Regions from separate parts of the Mus musculus genome. Here region 1 is linked to region 2. A link is a contact called in public Micro-C data. All regions are on one chromosome and are shown on one strand. The core of a region is the stretch at or near the end of the contact, and the rest is flanking DNA. Distances in the headings are between cores, read along the strand shown. Region 1 has its middle 150 kb from the start of 7420700N18Rik. Region 2 overlaps Fut10 (fucosyltransferase 10).

Region 1 (6,354 bases), core at 1,070-3,569, 300 kb after region 2:
GATAAGTGGATATTAGCCCAGAAACTTAGAATACTCAAGATATAAGATGCAATTTGTGAAACACATGAAAGTCAAGAAGAACTGAGTGTTCTTGTAAAGAGCTTAACCCAACACATCACTGAAAACTCACCCATGCTCATTGCTATATGATCAACTTCTAGTATTACCTTATTTTGATTATTACATTATATGAAAGCTCTTGATGCCTATTTCATGATGCCATCTGAACATTCCAGGATTACATATTGTACTATGCATCATCTAGCTTCATTGTTTTTTGCTTGAGTTCCAGAAGTTATGAACAAGTCACTTTTGCCACTTCAGTACTACAGATGGTGTATTAAGTCCTGAGACTGGCACTTCAGTTTCAGTTGGCAGTGATGTGATTCAAAGCCTGGGTCTCTCCTCCTAGAATACTGCTGCCTGCTCAGAGCCAGAGTCTCCATATGTGAGGGTCAGCTTGAGGATGAATGGTTATATTTCCTGACGCGGGGTATAGAGACACTTCCTTGGTTATTCTGGGTTTCACCTGACTCTTACAGATGAAGGATCTATGCAATCCACTGATCCCTCCAGCCAACTCTAATATTGACAGTGATATAGGCCATGAGTTAACTCCACTGATACCGTAAGTCTTTATATATAATATTGGAAAGATCTGGAAGTTTTGTCTGTCAGGCCTCTAGTTCATAGCTAGTACCAGATCACAAGTCATCAGGGTTGGCTCTGACCTTCAAGGCAAAGCCCATGTGTCAGTTATCCTCCTCTGTTCCCCAGTAGAAGGAATTTTGCTTCCTCTGCTGCCTGAGAGAAAGGGTCCCGGAAGCAGTCCCCAGGATATCTGCCTAATCAGGTTCCAGAGACGTTGTCCATAGTCACTGTACAAGAGGCAGGGGACATGGGTCTCTGCTTGGCACTCACTGTAGCAGGCCAGATCCTGGAATTCAAGTGTAAGGTCTAGATTTAATTCCTTTTTCATCCCTAAAGCAGGAGACATCTTCTATCACATCATATTGCTTATAGCTGGAAAAAGGATAACATGGGCAACCCCTTCTTTGATGCAGTTTCCTTCTTTGCTGTACTCATTGAACCCAGGCAATGTGTTCTCTACTTGGTCATTTGGTGGCCAATTAGCTGCTTAGATCTGGGTTTCAGTGAGGCGATGATTACTGGAGGATCTGCCTCAATTGTCCCATTGCTAATTAGTATTTATTAAGCATATTGCTTTCTAAAACATGTCCTTGCTTAGAAAAACAGAGTTCATATTCTCATGTCTCTCGGTCTCACAAAAGTGCAGAAAATAATTTAAAAGTTAATAAGGTAATAACCATAATTTATGTATTACTCTAGGTGAGACACATGTCCTGAATAATGAGAATATCAATTAAGAAGCAACAAAGAAATTGAACCAAGTTTGGCATGTAAATGAAGGTTTATTTAAGAGAGCATTTCAAATATATTGTTGGAAATATTTCTGACTCATTTTCAGTTTTCATAACATTTAACTTTAAAATTGCATGTGCTTAGGTAACAGGCATATATATATGATATATATATATGATAGTCATCTTAATAGATCATAAGAGCCATTCAATAAAATTCAACTCTTACTCATAAAACCTGTGTATTTCTGATTTGCCTTATTTGTAAATATTTTCAGCTATTTCTAATTACTTTTTCTTTTTTCTTTTTCCTACTTCATAGAGCATTATTTATATATATACACACATACATATATATTTATATATATTTCTATCTACTGTATAAGCTCTTAATGTTTACAGGTTTTTCAGGTTACTTTTGTCCAATAATCATTATGTCTATTAAGTCTATGTGTTCTTTAACGATCTATTTTCTTATATTCTTGTGTGTGTGTGTGTGTGTGTGTGTGTGTGTGAATGGGTACAGATCTAAGTGCTTGTGGAGGTCAGGAAAGGCCTGGGATGCCCTGGTGCTGGACAATCACTTGACTTGGATGTTGTGATCCAATTCCATGTCTTATGCAGTACAGCAAGCATTCTTAACCATTTTACCATCTGTCCAGCACAGTAAATCTATATCATATCAGAATGCAGGTACGTGGGCTGAATTAATGGTGATAATGGCAGAAATGCGCTCCATCTTACTGGAAGTAATTTGATGACATCACGGGGCTTTATAATTACGGCAGTGTTCTTGTCTACATGCTTATGACGTCATCATTTTGCTGCCTACTCAAAAAACAAGTGTTGAATTTTAGGACGTGTTTCCTAGCATCTGTTGAGATACACATACTGAAGTTGTGAGTCACATTAACATGTGAGCGTATGTTCAGTCATCTGTGCCTTTGAGAGAAGCTCTCCTACCTCACGAGGTATCACTACCAGTCTGTGGACAGCCAAGGCCAGGACTTTTACCTTTGAGAAACCATGGCTGAGTTTGGGCATTCTGCAGGTTCTTGGCTGACAGTGCCATTGTGTTCTCATTAACCTTAATTCTCCCATAGAGAGCATGATGGCACTTCTCTACCATCACAAAGTAGCTATAAAAGACTTCTATATAAAACCATGGTGATCAGAGAACCAACGAACACGAACATTGCACATTGGATTCCTACTTTGTAACTTCCTAACAGCATTGGTGACACCATTGAACAGATGAGGAACCAGAAGTACTTGATGCTGTGTGTTTCTTTCCCTTAGGATGGTATCAATGTTAGAAATGCTACATAGACTTGTCAGAGAGTTTAGGGATCCTAACCCATCCTTCTAAATGAAGCCATTGTCCAGATTAAAGAGCATATTGATGATTAGAAAATTAAAATGGCTGGGGGTGGGGGGCAGGGGGTGGTATTTTAAAGATTGTCCACTAGATGGCATTATGAGCCTATCAGAATTATTTTAACTGAATATTTAGTCACCAGTTAAATACTAGTTAACTAAAGAAAGATGTTAGTGAATGGCCATCACTAAAAAGAACACCATCAAGAAAGTTGCTAATCCCATTTGTTCGGGTACATGTTAAATGTAGCAACAAGTGCAACAATTATGCTAAAAGGAAGCAACAAAAAACCCTATTTAAGGACAGCCTTGAAAGCAATCCCTCCTGTAAGCATGGTAAGTGTCGAACTCTAGCAAAAGAACAAGGTCTTACAATAAAATGTCAATCATGTTTTACATAAATAACTAAAAATCCTTTTTACCAAACTGAATTACACAACGTCTTCATGAGTGACTCCAGGAGAACTTAAATGCACGTGTCAACAAGCAGGATTAAGCGTGGCTTTGAAAGGAGGTTGGATAGGATGGCAATGACAAAATCATTTTGGGTTTAAATGACAGTTTTCTTATTCGGTTGTCTTTTGGGGGCGACTGTTGGAGGCAAAAATACTTGCATACAATTTAGGAAGTAAGAATAAACTCATTTGCTTTTGATTCTTATGACATAAACTAACTCATCTTGGACCCCAGACATGCTGATGCTTTCATGAGGGCCGTGTTTACCCACCTTCAACAGTTTTCAACCAGTTCTATTTTCCTTCCAATAACATAATTTATCCTAACATTTCTCTTCCTATTTCCTTCAGTTTTGCTCATTCCTATGGTATTAATGGTTCAACATATGGTTCAACTTAAAGTTTTGTGCTTTATGGTCATGCTAAAGGGATTAGTCGTTCAGGGAAATTATACTTTGAATTTTGACCTTTTCCTGGGCTTGTAATATATTCTTTGATACCCTTGTCTTGGGCAACAGCAGTGAGCTACAGTCAGCCATGCCATCCTGAGGGTAAGCTATCAATATTCCACCATGAATTGTGTTGCTTTCCTAAGAATGCATGGTTGAAGTGTTACCTGCATCGTTGAGCTCATAATAGTCTTAATAGGAGAATCTTCCATGTAAGTCAAACATCTGTATATGAAAGAATGATATTATCCTTTATTTATTTTCTTGAGAAAGACGGTACCTAGGTGAGCACCTCACATAGTCATTCTTTTTAGATTCTGGTTATCACAGATTTGAAATGATTTACAGCACAATAGCTTTCAAAGGAATCGCTTCACAAGTGTGAAATAGACTTTCCATTAGTAATTATTTAATGATTTTTCTAAATATGTGTCTGATAAAGAAAAAAAAATTACTTTCAAATGGCCAGTAAGTCTTGGGAAAGAAGAAGAAAAAAAACCAAAACCTCAAGCCATAACATATCTTAATCTCATCCAAAGTAAAGAAAAACTCAAACAAGTCAGGCTATATAAGAGAATTAGGAAAGTTTTACTCTGTTAAAGTTTTGGTTTCAAGTAGAAAGGACTGTGGGCCCCAAGGGGTACTCACAGGAAGACTAACAGTCAACTAACCTAGACCTTTAGGGTTCCCAGGGACTGAACTACTAACCAGAGAGGATACATAGGCTGGACCTAGGCCTTCTTGCACATGTGTAGCAACTGGAGCAGGGGCTCTCCCAAAAGCTGTTGCCTGTCGGCGGGTGGGATATGTTCTACTAGCTAGGCTGTCTTGTCTAGGTACAGTGAGAGAGATTGTGTCTAGCCCTGCAGAGACTCAAAGTGCCCGGGGTAGGGGGTTACGGGGGTGGGGGGTGGGTGCAGTATTCACTTAGAGGGGAAGGGGATGGTGGAAGGATTGTGGAAGGGGCTGACCAGAGGTGGGCAGTGATCAGGATGTAAAGTGAATTAAAAAAAAAAGTTTCAAATGTTACTTCCCAGATTGTGGAATTCAGTCCTCTCTGTTAATTAATAAACAGACAGCATTTGAAGTCATGCCACTCTCCCCAAATCAAAGGTCAAGTAGAACATTCACCTTCAGGTTTCAAGAGTTGACTCATGCTGGCTAACGTGGCCAGGGTACAGAATGGTAGGAGAGATGGCTTTCTACCTCCCACCAGTCATGTGAGTAGCGAGTCACTCCATTCTGGCTCTGGAGAGCTCTCTAGGTGTCTGAGTCAGACTTCTTAACCAATGGCATTCAGAGAAACTCAAGCTGCCCCTTTTAATTCAGTAGGAGAGAAAAAATGTGTGGAATGTTATTTGCCAAACTGTGACCTCAATTCAGACAACATGCCTGGGCAGGTAAGGCAGGCTCTAGCATCTGGTAGCTTGAAGCATTAAGGGTGTACTTAGCAGTTCTAACATTTCAAACACAGAAGTACTTGCTGTAAGAAAAGAGTCTCTCCTGTGCTGATAAGGATAGCATACAATGGAATTATTATATATTTTTTTAAAATAACCCAGCCCAGCAAAGTATGTGCTATCAAATAACATCTTTTCTAACAAGTGACAAATCTTGTCTTTGAGAACAGGTTTGCAGGTAGCTTGGAGAGAACAAAGAATGACTTCAGAAATTTGAAGAGTTGGAAAAGTGAACACTCTGGGTCTAAAATCCTGTTTATTGTTATTATTTTAAAATTTAGTTTTCCACACTTTTCCTGACTGAGCTGAGGGCAGACTGAGGGGCTGTTCTTGTGATTCTGTGATTTGACACCATTGTGTGTCTTCTCACAAAAGGATCATTCGCTGACAACACAGCCAGGTCGACTCTAAGCTTGGTGGGCTTTGGTGGGACCTGGCACACTTTACCTGGATTTTCACACATGAGGATGCTTAGATCTAAGAGCTGGGCTTTTGCGTCATTTTCTGTTCAAAGAAATTCCAAAGATCAGTTAAATTTATCCAATTGATATTGAAAATGGAATCTCATGCACTGTTTAAAAAAATCATCCAATGCTCTAGAAATAGATGGATTATTTTTCTTAAAGTAAAATTTATTTCGTTTGTGGTAATTGGCTGAATATAAACACGAGGAAAGACTGAAGGGAGTCCTTTCTGCATGAAAACTATCTATGGAGATTAACTTAGTCTCTGTCTTCTTCAATGTTAGAAATACCTTTGGACCAACACTGTAAGATGGGAGTTTTAGGTAAAAAGGAAAACTTTACAGATAAAAATCTGTGTCTTCGCCACAGCTACTCTTTAACTTGGAAATGTGTAGCAGCCTCTAGAGAAAGCTAGTTGGAAACTCTATGGTGTCCGCTTTAAGTCCTTCAGTGGCATGTCACCATAAAATGTCAAGTGAAGCTTTTATCACAGGTGGAGAATTTGTTAGCCAGCGCCAGAATGTTAACACAGGCGATGTCATAAAAACAAGAGGAGAGGGGCTTTCCTCAAAAGATTCAGTCATAACAAGCCATGATATAACTTTGAACTCTACTCCAAACCAGCTATATGTGATAAGCTACATATGGTATCTCACATGTATAGACTATATAGCCTTTATATAAGAATAGTTCTATATTTTTTTTGTATAAATTTGGAGAAGATTTGGGAGATAATTCCTTCTCTTATTCAAAAATGTTCTTCCAAC
Region 2 (6,426 bases), core at 2,123-4,622:
CAGCAAAAACAAAGAGAATGAAAAAGAAAACACAACTTGTAGTTCCTTTTCCCATGGCCATGAGCAGTTGCTCTCTTATATCCAAAGTTGCACAAAAGTATGTCAGAGCTGTCTCTTTCTCCTTAGCACAATCTCTCCTAATTTTCAGCTCTGCATACTGGTTCTTGCCCATTTTCACGGACTCCCCTGAATACCATAACTTCTTCCCTGGTCAGTGCCTCCTCCCAGCACGCTCTAGTGGTCTTGCATGCAGCTGCTTGCCTCTTCTGCTGCTTCGCTCCCCATTTCGCAGCCTCTATCCATGCTGACTTCCTTTCTTCTCGTGTAATTACCATGCTACCTGCTATCTGAAACCACACTGCTGCTTTCTCCTCTGGAATGTTCCTTCTACTCCCTAATTCTCTTTGTTCCACTCATCCACTCATCCTTCAATCTCAGCCTGTATCACTACTACCCTAGGACACCTCCTCTAACCTGCTGACCAGGTCTAGCCTGCCCTTAAAACATCTCACAAGTCCTCTGAGTTCTGATGTAACATTTACCATGTGACTGATCGCTGGGTGCCTTTCCTACTGTGCTGTGAGCTTCACAAAAATGAGGGCTTTTGCCATTTTACTTCCTATTGTATTTCTAGTCCTGAACATACTCCCCCCCCCCCCCCCCCCCGCCCCCATGCCAAACACTGAAAGAGCTGCCCTGGCCAACCTAATCAAGAGTTTTGTGGCAAGAGTAAGCTGTTCCACATGATGACAAGAGGGGGCAGCAGAGAGCTGTCAGAGTAGAAGCCTCTGTGAGGTTAGCAAACCAGGCTTGTCCGGCTCTTTAATTAGGAACAGACTAGGAGAGGGAGAAATGTCAATTTGGAAACCGAGAGGCCAGAGAACGATCTGTTCAGAAGAAAAATGGGGTGAGAGTGAGAAGGTTCTAGCAGGAGTTCAGGAGAGGAGGCTGGTGAGGTTTGTGAGCATGTCTTAGCCCCTGGCTGGGTGTCCTCATTCACGGCGGTCCTTTCCAGGGCTGGAAAGGATCCTGCCCCAGTCATGCTGCAGACAGGCTAGTCCATGAGGATGGGAGCCGCTGTGTTCTGGCCAGCAGCTTCTTTTCCTCTGGGAGCTCACAGTACATAGAGAGTGGCAATTCTGTCCCTCCACGAGATTTGAGACTCACAGGCTGGACCTTGAGACACGAGGAAGAAGGAGAAGGGTAGGAAGTAACATTTCCAAAGTGCCCTGTGTCACAGACACAACAAAGTCTGTCTGGTAAGATTACACTTTAACGCATTTGAAAGGTGGATGTATTCTGCTCTGCGGGTTACAGTCGTAAGTGTCGGCCATTCATCAGGCGGCTAATCTGAATTTTAACCTTAGCCTCGTGGTTTACAAATCTGTCTTTCTGATATGTACTCAGAAGACACGGAGACTCCCCCCACATTTTTTAAAGCTTCTTCTTGTGTAAGGAGAGCATGGTCTCTTTTTACTCCTGTGTTACACGAGGACTAACATTTTTATGAGGGAGGTGGAGAGTTCAGCTTGGCTCACTTGAGGGCTCTGGGTTCCACCCCCAGCACCACACACAGAAAAGCTGCGCTGGAAACGGTTACCCTAATTATGTGTGTGTTGGTTTCTGGGAAGTATTTAGGTTGATATCCACACTCTGTGTGGCTGGCCTGTAAAGGGAACTCTGTCAGGACCTTCCTCTTGATTTTATATGGAAACAAGCAAACATTTTGGGAGGGTTTCTTGGTCAGAGTGGCTCCCCGTGTAGAGAAAGGAGTTATCAGCTCACAGCTCAGGAACCAGCTTTAGAATTATTCCGAGTTTCTGTGAGGTCCTCTGGAGAGAGTCCCCTCAGGAGAGCTTGCTCTTACGCCCACCCTCCATACCCCCAGTACCTCTATTGCCTTCACTGTCTCCATGGTCTCCACTGCAGGCACTGTGCCTGCTACACCCACTGCGCACACTGCACCCACTGCTTCCTGTGTGCCCACTGCCTCCACTGCATGCACTGTGCCCACTGCTCTCACTGCATCTACTGAGCCCACTGCACCTGCTATGCCCACTGTTCCCACTGCCCCCACTGTGCCCACTGCACCCATTGCCTCTACTGCACCCACTGCCTCCGCTGCACGCACTGTGCCCACTGACCCCACTATACCCACTCTATCCCCTTGCACCCTCTGCACTCACTGCTCCCACTACTTCATCCACTGCATTAACGGTGCCCTCTGCCTCCACTGCTCCTACTGTCCCCGCTGCCCCACTGAACCCACTGCACCTACTGCACTCACTGTAGCCCTACACTCCCTGCAGCCACTGCACACACTGCCTCCATTGAGCCCACTGACCCTACTACACCCACTGTACCCCTTTGTACCCTCTGCGCTCACTGCACACTGCACCCACTGTGCCCACTGGGCCCATTGTTCTCACTGTCTGTCTCTCCTGCCCCTCAGTACCCAATGCCCTCACTGTGTCCCCTGCACTCACTGCACATATTACACTGTAGGCTTTGGCTTGCTATGCCTGAGCACCCTAGCCCAGGTCCCTGACTTCACTGTCCACAGAGCCCGTGTGGCTAGGAGGTCTGTGGCCTGGGATGGAAGAGCATCATCTCAAAAGATAGAAAGCCAGCAGAGTTGAGGGCAGTGCCCAGCACTGTCTCTGTTACCTTAGCAGCTGAGAACTGAGCACGGGCAAGTGCTTTTGGCAAGGGAGAGATATGTGACTCTATCAAGTACTAAATCATGCTGAAGAATTTCACAGACGCTAGTGGTAAATCTGTCGTTAACACCGTCTTTGTCCTTCTTTGCACTAGTGTGGCCTGTTACTATCCATTTTCACCCGCAGGAATGACTTGTCTGTGACCCCTTCCCATTATCACCTGCGGGATAGTATCTGTGTTGCCTTGTTTTTATTAGGTAGATTTGATCAAGCAGTTACTAACGGTGACAGCAAGCTGCTCTTCAGATGCCTGCAGATGTCAGTATAGCCGTGGAAGTGGCTGCTGCCACCGGCACCTTCCGTTCTCTGTGCACATGCCCTGAGTCATGTTAAGTTTCTCTCCTACTCTGCTTTTAGTTTGGAAAACACCTGTCGATTCACAAGGAGCTGAGAACGGCAAAAGGGCTCTGCTCTCCAACCGAAGGAGTATTTGCTGGGGACTTAGAACACATTTCTCTCCCAGTTAGCTAATTTTCAGGATGCTTTAGTGAAACCTTTTGGAAGAGACCACAGTGAAGATATACTGTCAAAGAAATTATTCTAGTCAAATTCTGGGACCTAGAATTAGGAAACGGAGCACATGGAGATGATGGAGGATCTGGTAAGTGAGCTTCATACACAAATTTCAGGGTGTTTTCCCAGGAGGTGACACTAGAGGGCAGTATGCACGGGTTAACGCTGGTCAGGGAGCAAGGATTTCTATTCTTCCAGTTATGTTTGAAAGTGTTCTTGCATCACTCTTTAAAGCTTCATTTTATCACACAAAGGAATAAAAAGTGTTAGTGTCTATGCTACCAGAAGTATTTTAGGATGAGAATTTTGATAATTCTATCTAGTTAATATTTAGATCTAATGTTCAAAGTCAAACTTTATCTTTTTTTAAACCTTTACATAAACAATTTATTTACTCTAAAGGGCAACACAGACAGAATGCCATATAAACACAAAGGAAGTCGTGCAGGGTGGAGATGCTGGCCAACTTTAGATCTGAGGCTCATAAGCAACAGCCCAGGTTTCTGAAAAGGGCGAGGGTAGGGAAGGAGAGGCAGTGTGGTTCTGTCACACAGCCAGATAGAAGCCAGAGCTCTGAACAGTGGGAAGCATGCCTGCGTCCCAGCACAACTGGAAGAAACTAGCTGCTAGGGGCTTACCAAGCACAAAAGTTTATCCCTTTACAGCACTTGAAATACTGACATCACTATTAAAATAAAAACAAGTTTTACTTAATAATCAAAACCACAAAAGACTGGATATGCCAATGGCGGAAATGCAAAATTGCGCCCGCTTAACCCTCCCAGATGACTAGTAACTGTACGGATGGACTTAGCTGCAAAAGGTTGTAAACCAGTTCTTGGTAAGCCAATCTCTTCCTCGTCATGGAGCCCAGGGCCCCGGCTTATGAGGGGGCAAACGTCTTTGCTTGTGCTCGGACCCTTTACTTATATTCCACCCTGCTTTGGCAGTAAATTGTGTAGGTCTCTGCTTGAGCTGGGTCTTGAATATTTGGTTCATTTAGAAGTTCTTGTATTCTTAAGATCTGTCTGATGGTGATAGCTGGCTCCCAGTCCTTGTCTTCCTCCAGGACAGACAGGCATACTGTGCCAGAAGGATGCACGTTCGGATGAAAACAGTGGTGGTTCAAATTTACATTTTTGGTGGTGAGGACGGATAGTCATCTTTGAAAAGCCTACTTAGTTTGAACAAGCCTCCTTCCCACGGAGTCCCCTTCTTTCCAGGGATAGCACACTCCCAGTTCATCAGGTTCATCGTACCATCAGAGTTCCTTGTCGAGACAGCCACAAAGCCAAAAGTGTGGAAACTCCAAGGTTTCCTTTCCTGCACAAGTCGGCTGAGGGCCATCCCGGACATATTCAAAGTACCAACAAAGGGACAGGAACTTAGAACCGTCCGCGCGCCCCCTGGTGGTCATCCTGGCGCCTGCTCCATCTTTCTTTTTTATTTTTCTCTTCTCTCTTCTCTTTTTGGAGGCACTCAGAGCTATGAGTTTCCCTCTTAGGAATGCTTTCATTGTGTCCCATAAGTTTGGGTATGTTGTGGCTTCATTTTCATTAAACTCCAAAAAGTCCTTAATTTCTTTCTTTATTCCTTCCTTGACCAAGGTATCATTGAGAAGAGTGTTGTTCAGTTTCCACGTGAATGTTGGCTTTCTATTATTTATTTTGTTATTGAAGATCAGCCTTAGTCCATGGTGATCTGATAGGATGCATGGGACAATTTCAATATTTTTGTATATGTTGAGGCTTGTTTTGTGACCAATTATGTGGTCAATTTTAGAGAAGGTACCATGAGGTGCTGAGAAGAAGGTATATCCTTTTGTTTTAGGATAAAATGTTCTGTAGATATCTGTCAGATCCATTTGTTTCATCACTTCTGTTAGTTTCACTGTGTCCCTGTTTAGTTTCTGTTTCCATGATCTGTCCATTGGTGAAAGTGGTGTGTTGAAGTCTCCCACTATTATTGTGTGAGGTGCAATGTGTGCTTTGAGCTTTACTAAAGTTTCTTTAATGAATGTGGCTGCCCTTGTATTTGGAGCATAGATATTCAGAATTGAGAGTTCCTCTTGGAGGATTTTACCTTTGATGAGTATGAAGTGCCCCTCCTTGTCTTTTTTGATGACTTTGGGTTGGAAGTCAATCTTATCAGATATTAGGATGGCTACTCCAGCTTGTTTCTTCATACCATTTGCTTGGAAAATTGTTTTCCAGCCTTTCATTCTGAGGTAGTAGTGTCTATCTTTTTCTCTGAGATGAGTTTCCTGTAAGCAGCAAAATGTTGGGTCTTGTTTGTGTAGCCAGTTTGTTAGTCTATGTCTTTTTATTGGGGAGTTGAGACCATTGATATTAAGAGATATTAAGGAAAAGTAATTGTTGCTTCCTGTTATTTTTGTTGTTAAAGTTGGCATTCTGTTCTTGTGGCAGTCTTCTTTTAGTTTTGTTGAGGGATTCTCTTCTCTTCTCTTCTCTTCTCTTCTCTTCTCTTCTCTTCTCTTCTCTTCTCTTCTCTTCCTTCTCCTTCTCCTCCTCCTCCTCCTCCTCCTCCTCCTCCTCCTCCTCCTCCTCCTCCTCCTCCTCCTCCTCTTCTTCTTCTTCTTCTTCTTCTTCTTCTTCCTCCTCTTCCTCCTCCTCTTCTTCTTCTTCCTCTTCTTCTTCCTCCTCTTCTTCTTCTTCTTCCTCTTCTTCTTCCTCTTCTTCTTCTTCTTTCTTCCTCTTCCCCTCCCTTCCTCTCCTCTTCCTTCCTTCCTTCCTTCCTTCCTTCCTTCCTTCCTTCCTTCCTTCCTCTCTCTCTCTCTCTCTCTCTCTCTCTCTGTCTCTCTCTCTCTCTGTCTCTCTCTGTCTCTCTCTCTCTCTCTCTCTCTCTCTCTCTCTCTCTCTCTCTCTTGGGAAATTGGACTATGGATCCAGTGCGGGGACTACAGTGTTCATCTGTCAGTGTCTGATTCATATACTCACCACTCTCTCCTTATTTCATTCAAACTTTATCTTTGTTTAAAAATAAAACAAACAAATAAACACAACAAAACAAAAAACTGTTCCTAGTGTGGTGGCCCTTGCCCATAATCCCAGAACTCAGGAGGCTGAAGCATCAGGATTGTGATGCAATTCAAGGCAATGTAGGAAGGAAGGCTCTGTCTCTGGAACAATAAAAATAAAAATGGTAGTTCTTTCCTTTTATAATTACTGATCCC

What was found. A called contact is a pair of places that touch in the nucleus more often than the background predicts.
Region 1: a Micro-C map of the HL-1 cell line shows a contact between it and region 2, with 4 times the contacts expected there. The contact joins two enhancer-like sites. A contact is called at or near these places in 11 of 484 Hi-C or Micro-C datasets (the AML12 cell line, the HL-1 cell line, adipose-derived mesenchymal stem cells and 6 more).

Annotation. Positions count from the first base shown.
Region 1 is chr8:31,516,237-31,522,590 of GRCm38.p6, forward strand. No RefSeq gene overlaps it. Among named protein-coding and RNA genes, the nearest start is that of 7420700N18Rik, 150 kb to the left of the region's middle. Within about 2 kb of position 2,320, at least 12 of the 459 cell types and tissues checked have an H3K27ac peak or open chromatin away from gene starts, as enhancers often do. A contact at or near this core is called in the HL-1 cell line, where this site is marked.
Region 2 is chr8:31,210,764-31,217,189 of GRCm38.p6, forward strand. The region is part of intron 3 of Fut10 (fucosyltransferase 10); the gene reads left to right. It also overlaps the pseudogene Gm8051. Among named protein-coding and RNA genes, the nearest start is that of Fut10, 27 kb to the left of the region's middle. Within about 2 kb of position 3,373, at least 4 of the 459 cell types and tissues checked have an H3K27ac peak or open chromatin away from gene starts, as enhancers often do. A contact at or near this core is called in the HL-1 cell line, where this site is marked.